Linked DNA regions of Rattus norvegicus: region 2 is linked to region 1. Evidence: chromatin contacts called from public Hi-C data. All regions are on one chromosome and are shown on one strand. Each heading gives the region's core, a stretch centred on a gene start, on an enhancer-like site or on the middle of the called end of the contact. The rest is flanking DNA. Distances are from core to core; before and after follow the strand shown. Region 1 holds the start of Gnaq (G protein subunit alpha q). Region 2 overlaps Gna14 (G protein subunit alpha 14).

Region 1 (3,973 bases), core at 1,034-3,533:
TTAAATATCTGTGCCGGGGCTGTCCCTGAGGTTGAGACACAAGTGACAAAACAGAGGTCAGTTAAGCAAAAATATATTATTGACACCATAATGGCACAGTTTGTCTCAGGGGCTCCTTAGGAAACCAGACATGAAATGTTGATCGCTTTGTTTTCCAGTGTGTTGTGTCCCTCTAGTACACACTGGAAAACACACACACACACACACACACACACCACCACCACCACCACCACCACCACCACCAACACCATCACCACCACCACACAAAATGGGGGCACAGGGCATACTACTTGTGATTCTCCCCCAAGCTATTTTACATTTCTGCCTATTGACTTTGACTCTTTAGTGTTTAAGCATTTATTTTCACAGCAAGTCCTACCAGCTCTGATGGTATTCATAGAAAAGGGGTGAGAGGTTCATCTTCTTTGCTGTCTTGGCAAGACATCTTATTAAAAAGGAGAGTATAACATACAGACTTCAAGTCCACAACTCCATCTGAGTCCTGACATAGAGGATGGGTGTGTGTGTATGTGTGTGTGTGTGTGTGTGCGCGCGCGCGCGGGCGCGCGGTGCATCAAAGAAGTAGAGAATAAGGCAAAGCAGAGGGGAGACCTTGGAGTCTAAGACTTGTTTCACTCCTAATTTGTAGCAATGATTATGACCTTACATTGCAGCCTAGATCAATAGGGGCAGTTCATGGAAAGCACAACATGGGGAGGGCTCCACTTCTACCTGCAAAGGCAGGGAGAATAGTATGAATCTCCCCCTTGATGTTTAAGACACATTGAATCGAATGAACATTTTTTCCCCCCAAATAACCTTGAGTGATCAAGACTTTTTCTATTTATTAGTAAACCATCTCAAATTAGAAGTGTAAAAACCAAGTAGAATTTTGCTCCAATGGTACTAGTTTCTCCACTTTTTCCTATTTTATTCTCTCCCCTCCCCCTTTTCTTTGATACAATGTTTCATACTGCTCAGGAAGCAATTCTCCTGCCTCAGCCTGTCGAGTGTGGAGTTTATGACACACCATATCCGTCTCTTTCATTTCATTCTGTACTATTTGGAGATCTCCCAGAAATCATCCTTAACTGTCACGGTGTAGAAGGGTCAAGCTCATAATATCAGACTTTTTAACATAGTGTGCTGGTAGGGAAACAGAAATCACCTTAGTGACCGGAAAAGTTGGAACAGATCAGGAGGCTCTTGGAAACTTGGGTTTTTCTCTTCAGGATTCAGATTCCTATCTGGAGATACTGAGGACAGTTCCGTCCACAGATCTCTTGGTAACCCCCAGCGAGCCGGTGACAATCCTTTCTCTTTCCTAGTAAAGAGTATCCCATTTTCTAAGACAGATCTGGAGTCAGAGGCCACTTGAGGCAGTTTTTCCGGAATGGCGTTTTAGAAATAGGAAAGGGCAGCAGGGCTGTAGAGAGGCCTGGGGTGCAGCGCGTGGGCACCCATCAGGGCTCCCGCCGCGCCAGCGGCCGGAGGGCAGGCCGAGGACGCCATATTCTCGCCGACCACGCCCCGGCGGCCCGCGGCAGCCAAAGGACTGTGTTCGCCGGCCGGCCGGCCCCGCTTGAGCGGCCGTGACCGCTGCTCCCGGGCTCGCGCAGAGGGAAGCGGCGGGCGAGCCAGGCCGGCAGTCGGGGGCGGGGCGAGGAGAGCGCGAGCTGTCCAGGAGGGGCCTCGGCCCCGCCCCTTGCGCTGCGCCCGCCCCCTGCGCCCGCCCTCCTCCCGCCGCCGCCTCCCTCCCGGATCTGTGCTCCAGTTCAGAGAAAGGAGAAAATGTGTGTGTGTGGCGAGGGGGAGGGCGAGCACTGAGCAGCCGCGGCGCGCCTGGCAATCGGGCCGGGTGGGCGTCCGGCGGAGGCGGGGGCGGAGGCGGGGAGCGCGCGGCGGCCGGCTGCCCGGTTTGCGCGCGAGCCGAGTGGGCGCGGGCAGGCCGAGGGCGCCCGGAGCCGAGTCAGGCGGCGGCGAGGAGCGGGCGCGCCGGGCGCGCGGAGCCGTCGGCGGTCGCTCGCTGCTGGGCCGCCTCGGTGGATGAGCTCGGGCCGCTGGGCGCACAGCTTAGGGCAGCATCGGCAGCGGCGCCTGGAGGGCCGCGCGCTCTCCAAGAAGGCGGCGTGTGAGCGCGGCCGGGCGCGGCGGCCTTTCCTCGCGCGTCCCAGGCCCCCGGCCCCGCTCGTCCCCGGCCCGCCTGGGCTACGGGCCCGGCCGCCGTCCTCACCGCGGCTCCCTGAGCTCGTCCCTGACGCGCGCCCGGGCGGCGGGACTCCGCGGCCGCCGCTGCCTCGGGGGAGCGAGGGCGGAGGGCGTGTGTGCGCGCGTGTGAGCAGGGCGCCGGCGGGGCTGCAGCGAGGCACTTCGGAAGAATGACTCTGGAGTCCATCATGGCGTGCTGCCTGAGCGAGGAGGCCAAGGAAGCCCGGAGGATCAACGACGAGATCGAGCGGCAGCTGCGCAGGGACAAGCGCGACGCCCGCCGGGAGCTCAAGCTGCTGCTGCTGGGTGAGTGCGGCCCTTGGGCCCTGGTGCCCCCCGCCCCGGCTCGCCGCTGCCCTCCCCGCGCGCGTTCCCGGTCGGCACCCGCACCCGCGCGCGCGCACACAGGGGCCGAGGGCCGGGGCTCCGGAGCTGCGGTGTGCGCCTTCGGTGTCAGCTAGGGCCGTGCTCTGTGCGCCGCGTCTGCGGGACGGCTGAGCGTCCGCGCGAGCGGCGCGGGTGGGCGATGGCGTGCAGTGCGGTGGCAGGCCAGCGTCCATTGTGGCGCGTTGTAGGGTGGAGAGGGAAGGGTGGAAACGGGGAGCAGACTAGGGTCTGGATTCAGCTAGGAAAGGTGCTGAGGAAGCCTTGGCTGGCGCTCCAAAGAAACCCGGGTTAACGTACTGGGCAGGGGCGGGGCGGGAAGACTAGCCCAAATGTGCTCCACTGTAGCCACCAGGCCACTGACAGGAGTGACCCCAGAGAGTTGCATGGGCAGTGGATGGTGACAGGCGTCTCTTCTGCACCATTCCTTCTGGATAAAGATGAAGGATCCGGGAGTGTTGTACTGTGTGGTTGTTGACAGCAGACGGCTATCTTTTGTTTAATGAGGCGACCCAGATGTATGCCTGAATTCACAGCAGTTTCTACTGGAAACCAGCACAGCCTCTCAGTTACTCTCCTGGAAACAAACAGAAACCTTTTGTTTAAAACGGACATTTTAGTATCTTGCCATCTGGGCTCCAAGAAAAACGGGAAGAGTTCGAGAAAATTTCCCTCAGATCTCTTTTTTTTTTTTTTTCTAAATGACAATCCAACATTCTGCTTTAACACGAAATTAAGAAGAAAATGCTATTTTCAAATAGGAATTATATTGATTATTATCTCTGAGAGGATGTTTGGAATCAAGCGATCAGGGTTCATGTACAAGCTAGCATGACATAACTATTGCTACTGTGGTAGGAAGCATGAACTGCTTTGCAGGAACAGGCCTGAAAAATGTCTGCACTTGTGTTTATTTGTATGAGTAAAAATAACGCTTCTCAAACATTTCTGTAAGAAGAGGATATTGCTTCGTTGGTTGGGATTTGAGAAGTCCCCCCTCCCCTCTTTCTTTTCTATCTGGAGCAGTCCATCTGCTGGCTCCAGGAACCCATTACCTTGGGGACCGAACTGCTTATGTACTGGATCACTTATAGTCAGGAGCAAAATATCACAATCACAAATGGCTACCAATGCTATTTCCTTCCCCAGCGTAGGTTTTTTTTTTATTGAAATCCAGTTAGGTAAATGTGCACATATAAAGTGTTCATACAGTACAGAAGGCAAGGAGCTGAATAAAAAGGTGGGTTTTAGGGGAATAAGGCAAGGGGAGTGGGGAAATTGGGTAAGTCTACCACCCTCATCATTTCTGTTTCTTCTCATGGCTGAAAATGGAATGCCTTATCTTTTTCTTTCTTTCTTTCTTTCTTTTTTTTTTTTTAAA
Region 2 (3,965 bases), core at 1,444-3,943, 470 kb after region 1:
GGAGGAGAGCAAAGCCCTGTTTAAAACCATCATCACCTACCCCTGGTTTTTGAACTCCTCTGTGATTCTGTTCTTAAACAAGAAGGATCTTTTGGAAGAGAAAATCATGTACTCTCATCTAATCAGCTACTTCCCAGAGTACACAGGTAAGTTACTCATTTGGGAAATGGGGCTTTCACACTGACCTAATGCACTCCTTCTCCAGGATCAGTCTTTAGTCTTCAGCATGGCATTCTGGGGCCTCCCTGATGGGCTCTCACTTGCCAATTCACAGTTCTCATTGCCCTGCTCATGGTCTCACCTCAACATCGGTCACTGCGAGGCCTGAATGCACATGCCAACCCACTTGGCTGACTCCACTTTTTGGGTCCACCTCAGGTACCACACCTAGGAAAAATCTTCTGGCCTTCCTGTATCACAGCCTTCCATTGGTGCCCTGGCAACTCTTTGGAGCAGAGCTGGCTCTTTAGTCAGCTTTAGTTGGCAGACTTGCTGCTTTGTGGGGTCACAGGATGACATCATCTTAGACATAGATGTGTGTGAAGTCTTCCATGTATGCCTTGCTCTAGGAAGGACAGTTCTCACTCTTGCTAATCACTCCCAGCACAAGAGGTCTCGGATAGTATACTCTTGACATTGATATTTAAACGTTGGTATTTCAGTGTATCCCCCTTTCCTTTGATTAAATACTCTGGTATTTAATGGCAATATAATTTAGGACTTGTCAAGCTTTAAAATCAACCTAGTAATATCAGATTTTGCACCATGCCCTGTGGCCCCAACCCCCTGCTGTCTGTCTGTACAAATTACAAAGTATCACTTCAAAAGTGGTTAGAAACAAAACTAGGCAATTAGGTCACTATTTTTAGACAAACCACTTTACAGTATAATTATTAGATAAATCAGTAGACACTTTAAAAAGACCAAATATTGGGCTAGGGGATGGCTTAGTACAAAATGCCAGAAACCACCTACAAAAGCAAGGCACAATTGTGAGGACTTGTAATCACAGAGCCAGGACAGGGAGACTGCAGATCCCTGGGATTTGCTGCCCATCTAGTTGAGTCTAGTTGGTGAGCTGTACGCCAATGAATGACCCTGTCAATAGAGGTGCATGAGTAACATGACATTGTTCTCTGTTCACATGCATGTATACACATGCGTGCACGCACACGCACACGCACACACACACACGCACACACACACAAATGAGAAGCATTTTTAAAATATTATTTTATGGATTCATAATGAAATGTAAATTACTTCAGGTAAACTTTCCATAGATATAAGGTAAGATGGGTCAGAGAAGGATCCTGGATAAGAACAAAAATAGATTGTGAGAGGACATGGTAGTAAGTCTGTATCTTTATTTTTCTCATGATCAGGACCAAAGCAAGATGTCAAAGCTGCCAGGGACTTTATCCTCAAGCTGTATCAAGACCAGAATCCTGACAAAGAGAAAGTCATCTACTCGCACTTCACGTGTGCCACAGACACGGAGAACATCCGCTTCGTGTTTGCTGCTGTCAAGGACACGATCCTGCAGCTGAACCTGCGGGAGTTCAACTTGGTGTAAATGGAGGTCGAGCTGAGCTCTTTCTTCCTGCCCAATCTACAAGTGCTTCTGACCACCTGGACCAGGACCCAAGAACATTACATAGCCTGCAGCACAGAGATGGACAGTGCAATGTGAAAAATACTTTACCAACCCTTTTAAGTGTCTTTAATTCTTGATGGTGTAATTCTTTTCTTACCTTTTGGCTCTACGATTAGGTATAATTTTTGAGTGATTTCCTCCCTTTTTTAAACTAGTGCTCAACAGCTATTAAAAATCACGTAACAGAGGGACTTGTTAATTTACAAATCATGGCTTCAGACCTCTGAGATTCATTTAGGTGCCTAAAACATCTTCATAGGCTTGATAATTTTAAAATAAATTTTAAGGAAACATTTCTAACATTTCTTCCCCTTAATGCTGAAGTATGACTCATGTAACATTTTGTTAAACCAAAAAGCTTCTTTCTATGCCTTTTTTGGGGTTATTTTTTTATTTAAAAACAGGCTTAAGTAGTCCAGGCTGGCTTCCAATTCAATGTAATTGAGCATGGCCTTGGTCCTCCTGCCTGAATGTTCCATGCTCAGCTAGGACTTTTTTTCTGAGACAGGCCTCATGCATTCCATTCTGGTCTCTCACACACTATGTGGTCGAGGAAGACCTTGGACTTCTGATTCTTTTGTCTTCATATACACAACCTATTTAAGGCAGTTCTCCCATGGTTGCTAATTCCTAACACTAAGAGATCTCAAACAGTGTGATTTCACATTGACATTTACAGGTTAGTAATGGTTGGATGTATGTGTCACATAATAATTTAAGTGATGCATGGGATGGGACCCAGGGCTTTGTGCATGCTAGGCAAATGTTCTGCCAATGGAGCTATACCCCCAGTCAAAGATTTAAAAAGCAGTTCTTTTCATGTCAGCTTTCTAATCCAAATTATTATTATCCAAACATTAATTTTGCCACAATTTGATAACACCAACTGTGACATATGATAAGTGGACTCTAGATATTGCATTGTGTGTGTCCTGATGCAACATGGCCGGGTCTTATAGCTTATGGAATGGTTAAAGCATAACTTGTTTAGCAGATGTTATATAAACCTTGTCAAAGCTCTGGTGGCAACCACAAATGTGCTGTTTGAACTGTGTACGCTGTGCCTTTCTGGATACTAAGAATACACTGTTCTACCCTCAACACCGATGATGATGTGCTTCTTAGAGCTCACGGCTGATGGTTCTGTTCAAAAGGAAAATGCTACAGTCTTAACAGCTCAGCAGCTTTCTTGCTTCCTTCTTGAAATGGTCTCCACTCATCATGGTGTGCTGGAGCTCCTTAGTGCCTGGCTCTGTAAACTGTGCAGGTCCTGATCCCCAGGACAGTAGAGTACTTCATACTTAAGGGCTCCGGTGGCTTTTGCTTGGACTGCTTACCCAGAGGAATGTCTGTACTTACTTAGACAGATCCACCTCTCATCAATCTCCAGAGGTCCCCAACTTGAAGTGGTTTAGCATTTACAACAGTGAGAAAGTGACATGTATCCAGTACAAACTGTACTTTGAATTATGATCCTTTCTCAAGCTAGTGATTTTTGGCCTGGTACTGTATTGAGATGATGGGCCGTTGTAAGCTGCAGCTCCCAGTCAGCCATACCATCATGAGGGGAAACATTAACCTCTCCGTAGTGCACTTCTGGACTGGATGTTCCAGAGGGTCAGTCGACTGACTATGCATTTTCAGCTTCAATGCCTTTGGTTGGTGTGGGCTTACTTAGTTAATTCTCAGATTGGCAACATCTGTTGCAGAACCACATGGCTTAACTCCTAGAACTGAACTAAGCCAATCTTCCACCCAGGGATGGGACCTCCAGACTGTCAATTTGTTGGAACAATTGCAAACGTGAAACCACTCTACCAAAGTAGCATTATGTTTTAAAAGTCATGAACAATTGGACAAACGAATGCTAAATCTCATTTGAAGGAATTAGTCATCAAGACAAAGACAAAGGAGGAGCTTTTCAAGATATTAAAAATGATAGAGCTAGCATTCACTTTTGTAATCCCTGTCATTTGCCATGGCTAAAAGTGACTAACTGGGTCTCATTAACCTAATCTAAAAAGAAGCATGCCCATGTAGTCAGGACTAAGGGTGTTAAATAATATGGAATTCTTTTTTCAAGTACTTTCTAGCACTGAGCTATTGAGAATTTAGCTTTTGGTTGATATACAAGAAAATGATGTCTTTTGGGGCAAAAGAGTTGTATGGAATGAATTAAATTTTGGTAACAAATACCTTTTCCAGTTACAAAAAGCCAAACTCTCCACATCAGAGATAACTTAGTAATTTCTGTTGGTATTCATTCTGTTTGTAGACATTCTCCCTTAGCCCTTCTTTTAGAAGAAAT

Evidence for each region. A called contact is a pair of places that touch in the nucleus more often than the background predicts.
Region 2: a contact with region 1 is called in a Hi-C map of kidney, with 2.2 times the contacts expected there. The contact joins the enhancer-like site here to the promoter of Gnaq in region 1. A contact is called at or near these places in 4 of 12 Hi-C or Micro-C datasets (the A7r5 cell line, the Rat2 cell line, Schwann cells and 1 more) and 1 of 1 datasets of contacts at active chromatin or transcription factors (oligodendrocytes).

The regions. Positions count from the first base shown.
Region 1 is chr1:222,850,170-222,854,142 of GRCr8, forward strand. It overlaps Gnaq (G protein subunit alpha q), which reads left to right and starts at 2,284. Exons shown (of 7, transcript NM_031036.3): 1 at 2,284-2,514. The coding sequence starts at 2,379.
Region 2 is chr1:223,321,453-223,325,417 of GRCr8, forward strand. It overlaps Gna14 (G protein subunit alpha 14), which reads left to right. Exons shown (of 7, transcript NM_001013151.2): 6 at 1-146; 7 at 1,386-2,758. The coding sequence ends at 1,576. Among named protein-coding and RNA genes, the nearest start is that of Gna14, 180 kb to the left of the region's middle. Within about 2 kb of position 2,694, at least 3 of the 93 cell types and tissues checked have an H3K27ac peak or open chromatin away from gene starts, as enhancers often do. A contact at or near this core is called in kidney, where this site is marked.